2 separate regions of the Mus musculus genome follow, and region 2 is linked to region 1. The links are chromatin contacts, called in public HiChIP or PLAC-seq maps. All regions are on one chromosome and are shown on one strand. The core of a region is the stretch at or near the end of the contact, and the rest is flanking DNA. Distances in the headings are between cores, read along the strand shown. Region 1 has its middle 94 kb from the start of Gm39035. Region 2 has its middle 220 kb from the start of Gm36865.

Region 1 (6,834 bases), core at 1,753-4,252:
TTAAGTATGATTCTTCTGTCTCAGCATCCTGTGTGTGAAGATTACATGTGTGAGGCATCATGCCCAGTGAGCAGTTTAAAATGAGATGTTTAACCTCCAATCTCATCTTTCAGCTATATTAATGAATTGCTATCTCTACCATATGTCCCTTTTTATTTAGATGAAAAATACCTACTAAATTGAAACCTAAAGATACATCTTTTAAATTTTATTCAGTTTGTTTTTATAATTCAAACTAAACTATTTAAGACATACAAGAGACTAGTGAATGATAAGGAATAAGAAATATTGAAACATGCCAGTAAGCAAACATTTGAATTAAATGTTTAAAAACCAAATAAATAGAAGAACAAAGGCATTTATTTTTATTGCTATGTGAGGATAGAAAATAAAAGTTATTTATGCTGACAAAGGACATATATAATACAAATACACTGAACATTGATTTTAATGTATAAAGTGATAAAAATGTGACTGGAACAAAGTTGGCAGCATGAATAAAAGGAGAAACATTTAATAGTGGAATAGCCACAGCAGATCTTAATAATGCATATACATATATGTGTAGAATACAAATATATTATATATATTAACTATTTATATACTACATAAGAAAATAAAAAGATAAATGAACTAAATAGCCTACTCTGTAACAAAAAGAGAAAGAAATAGATATAGGGAAGGAATAAGAGGATTTGTAGGAAGGATCAGCATGCAATAATAAATTCAATTTCTTCCAGGAAGGGTTAAAATGAATTCCAGAGGTGGTTCTGTCTTTAGGACCAGATCAGTCACTAATAAACGTAACTTTGGAAAGACAGCTATGACAGAGATGAACTCTATACTCTGTGTATTCAGCAGCGCTCAAGGGGAAAAAAAGTAGGAAACAAAACTGAGCAACTGAAAGTAAATACAGATGATGTGGATAGATTTTAGATCACGTATGCAGATATTACAATTGATTGAGGAAGAGACAGAGGAGGCCGGAGAGATGGCTCAGAGGGTAAGACCATAAACTGTTCTTACAGGAGACTCAAGTTCAGTTCCAAGGGTCCATGTCAAGGGACTTCGAATTACCTGTAATTCTAGTTCCAGGGGAAACTTTGGGTACTGCACTCATGTGGACATTATCCACCAACACACACACACGCACACCCACACGCACACATAAATGAAAACTAAACAAAATTTTGATTAGAGAAGAAATGGAAATCTAAGTAGGTTTTCTCTATCCTGATACTACAAATTTAATTTGTGTGTGAGAAATATTTGCGTATAAAACAAAACACAATCAAACTAAAATTATGCACGCCCATATTCCTGACATTCTGATCTAATATTCATCTTGAGCATGAGAAACATCTAAGACATCCAAAGGGATTATAGTATACCCCCAAATGGAGCTTGTTTCTACGGGAAAATCACTTAGAAAAGTACTACCCTAAAAAGCACTGCTCCAATGATACAAATCTCTTCTACATGACCAAATTAAAAACCAGACTGATACTTCTTAAGTATTTCAGATTAAAACAGAAAAGCACCTGAAAGCAAGTTTGTAAGACCAGCTTGCTGAGGAAGCCAAACCTTAGATGTCTGCACATGAGGTGAAGAAAACAGAAGCTTGAGTCAGTCTCCTTCCTGCAAAGCAGAGCTGAGTAGACCATCTCAAGAAAGGATGGCGAGAAGCCTGCACAAAGGCGCAGGGTCCACCCTGAGGAGGAAATGCAGTAAAATAACTCACCACATTTAGACTTGTAAAAAGTCAGAAAACTCATCAGCTTTCCTGCTGGTGTTTTGATGTCTGTTAGTAATGTAAAAGAAAGTATTTTTATTTCAATGAATACATCAGAATACATCTTCAGTTTGTTTAAAATATCACATATAGCCAGGATGATAATCTTAACATCTGAGATACTGAAGAAGAGAGCAATCGTGAGCTCAAGACCAGTCTATGCTACACAGTGAATCCCAGGTATCCACAAAAACATCTGAAGAACATAAACCTAAATATGATTCTTGAAGAGAATACCTCAAGGAATTTTGCCTTAATTAACTTTCTGATTAAGTTAGTCACGGCAGCTCACCCCTGTAATGCCAGCCTTTGGGGAAGGAAGGAAGGAAGGAAGGAAGGGAGGGAGGGAGGGAGGGAGGGAGGGAGGGAGGAAGACTGCTGTGATTTCAAGACCAGCATGGGCTATATAATGAATGCCATTATAGCCATGGCTGCTGAGTAGAACACGGTTCCAAACAAAACAGAGACTCAGTGGCACTGGAGAAATGGCTCAGTGGTAAAGAGCACTTAACTGGTTTCCAGAATTCCAGAATACTGTTTTCCAGAGTTCAGTTCCTGGCATCTACACCAGGTGCCTCACAACTACCTGCAATGTCAGCTTCACTCACATGAGTATACCCAAACACAGATGAACAAAACTAAAATAAATCTTAAAAAAAAAAAACAATTAATGTGTGGATTACCAAACCCACCCTTAAGTTTATTTATGAAAAAAAGGGGTTCCATTAAAGATAAGAACAAGATTAGAATGCTAAGTGACAGTACTGGTAAATGGTGGGGATATCCTCTGAATACACCTTTGGTCTATTGATGATCTTCCAAGAAGAATACAATCAGGATCATAATGAATTTATCAAATGATGTCTAGGGCTGAAAGAGTAGATTGCAAGTTAGTGTTACTAACCTTTTAAAAAGAGGCTGTGGATGCTCATGTTGTACATTTATCCCGTGTCCTTATGTTTTAAGTTGTACAGCAGAAATACACAAAAGTCTGACCATGGTGGGTGGCAGGGTGGCTTTATAGGAAGATAACTTTAAAGTTTATGGAGTGTTTATATGGTGTTAGAGGTTACCCTCCTTCTGCCCCAAAGTGACATGTGTCATTTTCAAAATCACGAAAAAAATAAATGATACATTTCCAGTATAGACAAAATTGCATGAGTCACATGGAGATATTATGCCAATTATTCATGAAAATATTTCAGCGACAGGAGTAGAAGCAAGATTGTTCTGCTACTGAAGCCAAGACAAATAATCTAAGGAGTTGCTCTGAAGTTAGTTTAAAATTCCTACCGTCGCTGCTTCTTGTGGGGACTGCAGTGATAAAAGAATACTCCTATACAAACCTGTGGAGATTATCCCAATATAATTTTCACAACAGAAAATTCAAGGTATGGTGTTGCAGTTTGGACCCCAGTCATCCTCTTCTGGTTTCTTCCAGCCTTTCTGACCTGGAAACCCAGGAAATATTAATTGCCAGGCAAATATTAAATTGTTTTTTAGAGTTGTGCTTTGTTTGTCTTGCTGTGCACTATTTGAGATAGTTGCCAATATTGAAATATTGGGATCCTCCATCAAGAGATTGGGGGTCTTCTTAAAAACACAGACTTTGTTAGGGTTGAATCCCTGCTCTCCAAAGGGGAGTTTGGCCCATTTGCTTTACAAAACTGACACCAACCCCTGTCTTTTCTCTCCCTCTCCTATTGGCCAACGTCCCAGGGAATGGGTTTTGCCACACTTTGATGGTGTGTCCCACAAATACAGCCCCAAAGACACACATCCCTTCAATGCCTTCAATTGTTGTCACTTTGAGTCGCTAAAAATTGAGAAGAATGCTTTGTGCCATTCTACCTGTCTATCAGCAATTTTCATTTGCGGGAAAGCAAGTCTAAATCATGTCTGAGCACACTTGATGTACCCATGAATCGGGAGGTATAGATCTTTCTGAGACACCAAAGACCTCATAGGGTCTCTTCAGGAGTCGCCATTAGAAAACTGAGATAATAAAGTCTGTTAAAATTAACCAAAGTCTAAAGGCTCCCCTGTTGTAGAAATACAATGGTGTTCCTCCTATAAAACAATATGAACTAACCAGTACCCCCAGAGTTCATGTCTCTAGTTTCATATGTAGCAGAGGATGGCCTAGTGGGCCATCAATGGGAGGAGAGGCCCTTGGTCTTGCGAAGATTTTTATACCCCAGTATAGGGGAATGAGAGGGCCAGGAAGTGGGATTGGGTGGGTTGGGAAGCAGGGGGAGGGGTGAGGGTATAGAGAATTTTCAGAGAGGAAACTAGGAAAGGGTGTAGCATTTGAAATGTAAAGGAAGAAAACATCTAATAATAATTATAATAATATCTATTACCAAAAAAATAAGAGAGAAAAAAATTATCATGGTGGCCAGCTAAACACTGTACAATGCTCCCACCCTGTGGCCAAATCATGAAGCAGCTCCTTTATCATTACATGAAGTCATCATGCCATCTTCTGGGAAATTCTGGGACTGCATGACATGCTATGGAAACATTCAAAAGCCCCAAATCTAAATACTTATAAATATTCACACCAAATTGTGTGCATGACTGTAAACTGTGGCTTACTAATTGTGGATAGCTGTGGAATCACCTGGCTAATGCCTAGAATCTTGGTTCTAGGAGATAATGCAGATGTTTACACCAGGAAGTTGAGGAACAATTATGTTGGGGGAGAAGAGACTGAGAAAGTCCCCAATTCAGATGGTTTGGGTTGGCGATTCCCAAATGTTTCCTGTTGGTCCCATCAAAACTAGATAATTCTGGACAGTGGTGGCACATGCCTTTAATCCCAGCATCTGGGAGGCAGAGGCGTGTGGATTTCTGAGTTTGAGGGCAACCTGGCTTACAGAAGGAGTTCCAGGACAGCCAGGCCTATACAGACAAACCCTGTCCTCCCCCCCCCCCCACACACACACAAAAACAAAACAAAACAAAAACAAAAACAAAACTAGATAATATCTTGATAGAGATCTGAGGGTTTTGTTGTTGTTTTGGTTGGTTTTGGGTTTTGGTTCCTATCTCAGAAATTTTAATTCAGTGTGTCTTTTCTAGGATCCTTGTAGTCTGCATTCTAAAGATCTCTTCTGATGGTTTAGTGAGCACCATGCCTAGGGAATGGTGTTACCCACAATGGACTGGGACTTCCCACATGAATTAAAACAATCCCCACAGACAAGTCCAATGTAGCCAATCTCTCATTGAGACTCTTCCCAGGTGATCCTAGAATATATCAAGTAGACAATTAATAGTAACAATCACATCAACGAAGAGGAGGAAGGTTTGTCAGAACACAAAGGGGATTCCAGGTTAGCAAGAGTTGGTATTAGTGCTGGGAAGTATAAGGGAGAGAAAACTGCAGAGTGTGCTTGTGTCTCTGCTTTACTACACCACACAGCCACTACCCAGGCTTTCATTCCTTGCCCCTGCTTTTGATTCCATTGTCTCCAGAAGAAATGGGAAATATGGAAAAACTGGAGAGACAAAGGGAGAAAATATAAAGACTACAGCCAGCACAACATGGTTTATGAGAAGGGTATAATGGTAAGTAGTCTCTGGCATGAACCCCAACTGCATGCTAGCTGTAGGGGGCGGGGGGGGGCGCAATGAGAAGAGAAAGTCTGCAGTAGCCACTGAAGGAAATATATCAAGAACACAGATGTCTAAGCACCAGCAATAACGATTTTCAAAGCAATGCTCAGAAAGTATTTTATTTTTCTAGATGGGCTGGACTGTTAACGGAATGAATTCTCCATTGAAAGGACAGCATTCGGATGTTGAGAGTGTGCTTCCTTAAGCCTCATTTTATCTTGTTTAAAATGAAGGTCTGAAACCAATGTGATCTTGGCGCCCTGTTGGCACTAGCAGACTCCACATCAACTGCTCAAATATCACACAGTAGTCAGAACCACCACCCAACTTCCTTTACTACTTGAGAATGAGCCTATGCCAGATATAGATGACCCTAAGGAACTTGACTATTCTTTGTGGTAGCGCCTGTTGGGGTCATAGTTCATGGGTGAAGAAGTAGGGTTTACAAAGGTTAGGAAACTCGTTTAAGTATTCACAGCTTGTAAGCAGCAGAGCAAGGCTTCAAGGCCGGATTCACTCAGCTCAACCATTACTCTATACCACAGCTTCTTAGAGTGTGGGTTGTGACAAACGTACATCAGGATGGAGTCAGGAAACAATAAAGTGCCTTTTGATTTTTCTGCCTCTTCGTGTGTGTGTGTGTGTGTGTGTGTGTGTGTGTGTGTGTGTGTGCATGTATACATACATGTACATATACATATATTGTTGCCTGCTGTCTTTATCTCTTCCTCCTTGGCCGTATTTCTTCAATAAAAGTTTTCTGATGGTGGAGCAAGGAAAATGAATTTGAGCTCACACAGGAGTTTTGGGCAGTATTAGCCTGTTTTATCAGGACTTCTTAGTAGCTTTGCTTCTGCACATACATGCATACTTTGTCCTGCACATGCTGTCCTGCCTTGTAATGCTAACAAACTCCTCAGCCTCAAACACCCTATGCATCCCAGACTTGTATAAGGGATGGATTTGAATAGTTTCCTTGGATTTTCAAGGTTTGGTGCTCATACAGTAACAATGGTTTACCCAGAGAAAACAAAGATGGTAGTTCGTCTCTAGTGTCATTACTCAGCATATATTAGATTACTATCTTTTGGGTTTGACTGTGTTAGGATGGTTGATTTTAAAAATCACAATTTAGGTTACTGACTTGAGTTGCGCAAAGACTTCATTCCAGGAATTCTGTCTTGGGATTAAGACATAATTTCTAACAATTTCTGAAATTGCTCTAAACATACTTCTGCAAAGTTGTACAACGTGGTGCTCTCAGCGTTGGTGATTATAAAACCAAAATATCAGTGAGCTTTAAAGGATGGTGAAGATGCGCTTAGTCCGGCTGCATTGAATATGCAGCCAAGACTTAGTTCATATAAAAAAGAGCACATCTACATCATTAGGATAAAATTCCCTTTTATCTTTAATGCAGT
Region 2 (6,834 bases), core at 1,869-4,368, 210 kb before region 1:
AAAGTAGATAGATAGATAGATAGATAGATAGATAGATAGATAGATAGATAAAACACCAACCAAACAAACAGCTTCCAAGACAGGCTTGGGAGTGGGGGTCAGTGCTGTGGAAAATGTCCTGGGAAGCTCACCAGATGAAGCTGAAACACTAGATCTGGAACTCTTTGGGTGTGTGGAGGAAGTAGGTTAGAATTAGAGCAACTGGACAGCCCCTTAAGTTTCCAGTGACTGAGAACAATCATCTTTACATAGCTTATATTTTTATGGGTCAGGAACATAGAATAGTTAGAACAGGTGGTCATTTCTGATGACCAGTATCAAGGAGGGCTTGGAAATCTCCCATAGCTTTTCCACCAAAAGGTCCTTCATCTTTCTCTAAACATATCACCTTTTGTTTCCATGGCTTCTGTATTTGGTTTAGCATCTTGTAGCATAGATACCTAAATGATACTCTGAGGAGCAGGCAGTTTTAAGTACCCAGATAGTTAAGGCTTATGACAGATAGATGCATGACACTGCATCTACCATGGGCTCATGAGGAAAGCAGCCCCAGAGGTTCTCATATTTAAGTATGGAGCTATGGAATCTCTGTCTATATGGGAAAACTTCATGCTGTAGAAGAACAGATTCCTTGGTGCCGGGAGTCATGGCCTCAACTATGGCCTTGTGAAAAACTTCTAGCTTACATAAACAGCCCTGAGAGAACATTTGTGGTCAAAACAGAAAGAATATTTATGGATGGAGAGGGCACTCCCCAGGCTTGTCCCCCTCCCTTGATGCCTCCTCTTGCTTATGCTTATATTGCCACCCCAGAATAAAATTTTTCAGAGTTTGATCAGACAAACTGTCTTGCTCTCATTGTTCTTGTCTCTCTCACATTCTCTCCCCTCCTCTAGGTCCCTGCTGATTATCCCTGCAGTTCAGGGCACCTTGGAAGCAATTGTGCCCATTTTTGGAGAAAAAAAAAAGTTGTTTTGTTTTGTTTTGTTTTGTTTTGCTTTGTTTTGTTTTGTTTTGTTTTTCTTAACAATCATACTCTTGCCTTCTGAGATGACTATCACTCTTTCAATGTCTTTCAATGTCTGTGTGCCTTTAAAAGAAAGATTTAGTATATTTTCTCACCTTTGGTTTCTGTAGAGGAACCCACAAAAATTTCCCCACAATTCTTTTATATAATAAATTCCAACCGCCTTTTATCCAAAAGTAGAGTGTTCCTGCCGATTGTGTATTTGCTGACAAATTTCTCTCTCTGGCCAGAATATAAGGACTTTAGAATCCCTTTTATATGATGTTATAGTACCTACCAAATGTTATATGCATGTTTTATTGTTCAGAAGACTCAGCATAGCAATGAATAAGTAGATAAATAATTGTGCACACACAAGCACACACACAGAGCAAGTTCAATACTTCAACACTATCAAATTCCAAAATGGTTCCCAATGATCTACATCTTAAGATATTCCATGTTTATATTATTGGTGGTCTATATAGATAATAAAATATGCAGAACTACTAGTATTACATTTCTCTGGTTAGGTTGTAAGAATCCTATTCTCCCTTCCCTCCCCAACCCATTTCTCTCTCACAATCCCAGCTGCCTTATTGCCAGCAGTCCTGTGGGGATACCCATGCACTGCGAACCGAGGTCTCTTGTTAGCCACGTGGGTAGCCCTCTAGACTGATGCTTCAGATTTAGGTGCCCTCAGATGCCTGCACTCCTAGAAGCAGCTTGAACAAAACCCCACGAGAAGTACAGATCCAGAACCACCCAGAAAAACTGCTCCAAGATTTCAGAACCCTAGAAGTCAAGTAAGAGAATGCTTGTTTTATTGTATGTGAGTATTTGTGGGGTCATTTTAAAATCACAAGAGAATTTATTTACTAGTACATTTTTGTGAACAACATTCAAGGGGGCAGCAAAGAAGAGCACACCCTTTCCTCTTCTTGGATTGGCACTGTAACTGTTTTGTTGTTAATGGGCTAGACACCTAGGTGGTAATTCCTATTTGAAGTCTAACACCTGGCCTTTTTCTCCAACACAAAGAACCTCTCAGTTGCTACCAAGAGAAAGTAATGATCTCATGTCTTAGAGTATTTGAGCTAATTAGCAGTGTGGTGAAGTGTGGCATGCCCAGCATAAACGATTTGGACTCAGTCTTCTAACACATTCTCTTAAAGAAATAAAGTGACGCCAACAAGCAAACATTAAACTACAGGATACCAGGCCCCAAAAAGGCCACTTATTTTTTAACTTTATTTTGATTCTTTATTATTAAAGTCCTAAAATTTCTGATTGTGTTGACTGAATGTAACTTCATTTGGTCTCTACAAAATTAGATCATGAAGGAAAAAGAAATACATGAAACTACCAGAAAAGATCTCATCCAATGCACTTCTCAGAAATCCCAGAGGAACTGGATAATCTTCTGTATTTAAATATACCTCATGAAATATTAGATGTAGATAATTAAGAAGCCATAACTTAAATGTTTCACATATACACACATCTATTAGCACATATATTAATTTTTCAGTACTTTATCCTGGCTTGTTGCCATACATTTCTAGATCATCAACTGCTAACTGGTCATCACTTAATATCTGGGAGGGGGAGGGCAGGAAAATCAAAGTGGGAGCCACTACAAAGGGCATGGCAGAACTTCCTCTTCACTAAACATCTGGAAGACAATGAGAGAGAGAGGAAGAGAGAGAGAGAGAGAGAGAGAGAGAGAGAGAGAGAGAGAATAACACAGACAAAGGAACATGTATGTATACATACATGTTTGTATACATGTATGTAATACATGTATGTATACATATATGTATACAAAACCAAAGATCTATCTTAATTTTAATTTGATGTACTTTTATATGTTTATATGTTGTTGTAAATGCACACATCCATGTGTGTGTGTGTGTGCATGTGTGTATGTATGTGTGTATGTTGCGCACATGCAAACATGTGCAGGTGCCTGAGGAAGCTAGAGAGGGCACCTGAAGCTATGGTTACAAGAAACTGTGAGCTGCCCAATGAGGGTGTTGGGAACTGAAGTTGGGGCCTTTGGAAAAGTAGCAAACATTTCTTTTTAACTGCTGAGTCATCTCTTAGGCCACATGATGCAAATATTTTAAACCATAAGGAGTTGATTACCTTAAAGAGAAAGACTATGAAGCCAGAGTGAGAGACTTGAAACAGGAAACAGAACATTAAGCTTAAGAATATGAAATATGAACTGACAATCTTCAGGAAAAAGCTCATGAAGTAACGACATCATCACTAAAACCAAGACGAAGGGAAAGGACATAAGAATCTCAGAAGAAGTCATTATGAAGACACTGGGGTCAGAAATGAGAAATCAAATACAAAAAGAAAAGTGTTTAAAATGTTTAGAAAGTGTTAGATTAACTGTATAACATCTACAAAACTATTCAATGTTTCTGATATTGCTTGAGGAAGAACAGAACAAGCTATTAATAGAACAAGTATTTTTTTAGTATCTATTTTCATGTTTATGAGTGTTTGCCTAAATGTGTCTGTGTACCACATGGATGCAGGACCCAAGGAAACTAGAAGAGGGTGTCAGATGCTTGGAACTAGAGTTACAGACAGTTTTGAGTCATCATGAAGACTCTGGGATTTGAACCCAGGTCCCCTGAAAGAGCATCCTCTTAACAACTGACCATCTCTCCACCCCCTGATAAAAAATATTAACCATAAACATTTTCTACCACAATAAAAAAACAAGCACTCAAACCATGACCCCGAATAGGAAAGGCTATGAAATGTGTCAGGTGATAGCTAATGAAATGGAAGCTTCAGAGTCTGCTTTAATTTCCAGTGACAATAGTGGTCTCAATAAAACACAAGATTGGGTGAACAAACAAGGCAAGAGATGGAAAAAAATGAGAGCAGGAATTGGAGATGAATGTGTTCTGGGGTCTACAGGTATTGCAGGGGGAAATGGGCAGTAGATACAAGATAAAACATTGTACTCATGCCTGAAAGAGTAAATAAACATTTTTAAAAAGATTAAGTAACCTGCAAGGGAAAATAAACACAAGGTGTTTATTTGGTTTTTCCTATCCAGCCCCTTGAGAAGGGAAAATCCTATAGGACCCTTGACGAGTATGTAAGCCAACAATTTCTCAAGCTATGATTGCATTTGTACAGTTCACAGAAAGTGTGTCTGTGTGTGTGTGTGTGTGTGTGTTCTCTCTCTCTCTCTCTCTCTCTCTCTATCTATCTATCTATCTATCTTTCCCTCCTTCTCTCCCTCCCTCTCTTCCTCCCTCCCTCCTTCTCTCCCTCCCTCCCTCCCTTCCTCCCTTCCTCCCTCTCTTCCTCCCTCTCTTCCTCCCTCTCTTCCTCCCTCCCTCCCTCCTTCTCTCCCTCCCTCCCTCCCTCCCTCCCTCTGTGTGGTGTTGCTTTGTAGTGTGGTTGTGTGAGTCAGTCTCTATGTCCTATTCATGCACATGAGTGTGTAGCCATAGGGAGACCTGAGGTTGACATGGGATGTCTTCACTCAATTACTCTGCCCTATTACCTTTTGAGACAGGGCATCTCACTAAACATGAAGATCATTGATTCGGAGGCTGGGCAGAAAGTTATTTGTCTGGGCCACTCTAGTGCTGTAGATACAGAAGCCACCCAAGGCTTTACACATGAGTTCTAGAGAATCCTAGAACTCCTAGAAATCCTAGAACTTGGGTCCTTATCTTATGCTTTCCAGGGAAGCATTTTGCCTATGGAGCCATATCCTCAGGCACACAGACAATTTTGAGCATAAAAAGTATCTCAGAAAATGTTCCTTTTTTCATGAAAATGATAAAAAATTAATTTGAATGATCCAATAAAAGGCTGAAGAAAAGCCGGGTGTGGTGGCGCATGCCTTTAATACCAGCACTCAGGAGGCAGAGGCAGGCGGATTTCTGAGTTCAAGGCCAGCCTGGTCTACAAAGTGAGTTCCAGGACAGCCAGGGCTATACAGAGAAACCCTGTCTCGGGGACAAAAAAAAAAAAAAGGCTGAAAAAAGAGAGTAAAGACTTGGAAGTAGCTAACCCACTGGATTTTATGACCAGGAAAGAGGAATATGCCTAGTGAAAGAATAGAATGTGTCTACATCCTTGATTATGTCAAAGGCTTGACAGAAACTAGAACACAGTGAGTTCACCCCTGCATCAACAGTCATTACAGTGTGACACATCCTGTCTTCATCACTGACAGAGAGTGTCAGGGAAGCCAAGATGTGAATGGAGCACAAATGAAGGAACTATTATCCCTAAAATCACAGAGACCGACAAGAAGGCATTGCTGCTCACAGCTAGCAACTACTTGTTATTATCTAGAGAAACAGAAGCACTATCGAGTTGATGTTATCTTCTTCTGCTATTCTAAAGTAGACAAATGTAAGCAAAAATGTACCACACCTACAAACCCTGGCTGTGGTCATATGTACCTCGTATTCCAACAGTGGAGTGGCTAGAAGGAAACTCCAGGTCTGCATTTAGTACACAGTAGGACTGAGGCCAGCTTGTCAGAAAAAGAAGGAGGAGCAGAAGAAAAGAAGAAAGAAAAAGGAAGAGGAGGAAGGAGGGGGAGGAGGAGGAAGGAGAAGTAAGAAGGATGGAAGAGAAAAAGAAGTGTAAGAGGAAGGAGTATGGGTAGGAAAAGGAAGAGGAGGCAGAAGGAGGGGGAGCTAGGAGGATGAGGAAGAAGAATGAGGAGGAAGAAGGAGGAGGAAGAGGAAGAAGGGAGAAGAAGAGGAAGAAGAAGTAAGAAGAAGGGGAGTAAAAAGAAGTGGAAGAGGAAGGAGGAATAGGAGGAGGAAGAAAAGGGAGAAAGGAGAAGGAGGAAATGTGGAAGGAAGAAAGAGAAGGGGAAGAAAGGAGAAAGAAATATGAAAGGAAGGAAAAAAAAACTCAAACAACTTAATAAATGAATATAGTTGTCTACTTTACAAAGCAACTTTAAAAAGTTGCTATCTGTGAGCAGATCTGGTTGAAGTTTTATTGAAGACTATTCAATAAGAAAGACGTGTTTGCCCATGAGTCATATAAAATAGTAGCTGTACATTAAGTCACAAGTACACCACTGTAAATCACAACCGACAAAAGATCAGCATTATGTCATGGCATGTCAATAAAACCTTCTCACTAACAATAGGAGACAAATTCTCTACCTGGGTGGATACTAATAAATTATTTCTTCATATGAGCTTGGTACTAAAACACATGCTACATAACCTTAAGTTACCTAAAAAATGATGACCATCTAACCAGTGCATGGAAAGTGACTGAGATGTGGAGCTCATGCAGCCTGGGAGTCTCATGCCAGATGCTACAGCTTCCCATTCAAATCAAGAAGGATGGAAAGGACAACATGGGCTTGTCTCAGACCATCAGTGACACAGTAAGGAATTAAGATGTTAGATATCAGCCACTCAGGGAAATAGAGGGTATGCCCTGAGTAAGCTGGGATTCTGATGTCGATCACTAAACAACCAATAGAAAAACAGCACAGATGAAGAAAAAGTGCAGAGGAGGGGGTGAAGGTGCACAGGAATTAAAAACAAAATCAAACATCGTGCTGCACTACAGAAGCCAGTGGGCTTGCAATGAAACAGATCCTTTAGGTAAAATCCCCAAGATTTGCTGTAGGAAGGACCACACACATGTGAAGTCTATATCCTCAGAAGGAACATGGAGAGGGGCATGGAGGGAAAGCCATGCCAGTCTTTAAAGGGAAGGTAGTTGTGCTGCTATTCAACAGCACAGATGAGGATGTCTGTTTCCAAGAATTTCTCATGAACAAATAATTCATTTTTACCAAA

What was found. HiChIP or PLAC-seq counts read pairs in DNA pulled down with a chosen protein or histone mark.
Region 2: a contact with region 1 is called in an H3K27ac HiChIP or PLAC-seq map of the NIH/3T3 cell line, with 5 times the contacts expected there. The contact joins two enhancer-like sites. A contact is called at or near these places in 1 of 15 datasets of contacts at CTCF or cohesin (the NIH/3T3 cell line) and 1 of 115 datasets of contacts at active chromatin or transcription factors (the NIH/3T3 cell line).

The regions. Positions count from the first base shown.
Region 1 is chr7:72,397,664-72,404,497 of GRCm38.p6, reverse strand. No RefSeq gene overlaps it. Among named protein-coding and RNA genes, the nearest start is that of Gm39035, 94 kb to the right of the region's middle. Within about 2 kb of position 3,002, at least 4 of the 459 cell types and tissues checked have an H3K27ac peak or open chromatin away from gene starts, as enhancers often do. A contact at or near this core is called in the NIH/3T3 cell line, where this site is marked.
Region 2 is chr7:72,606,270-72,613,103 of GRCm38.p6, reverse strand. No RefSeq gene overlaps it. Among named protein-coding and RNA genes, the nearest start is that of Gm36865, 220 kb to the left of the region's middle. Within about 2 kb of position 3,118, at least 5 of the 459 cell types and tissues checked have an H3K27ac peak or open chromatin away from gene starts, as enhancers often do. A contact at or near this core is called in the NIH/3T3 cell line, where this site is marked.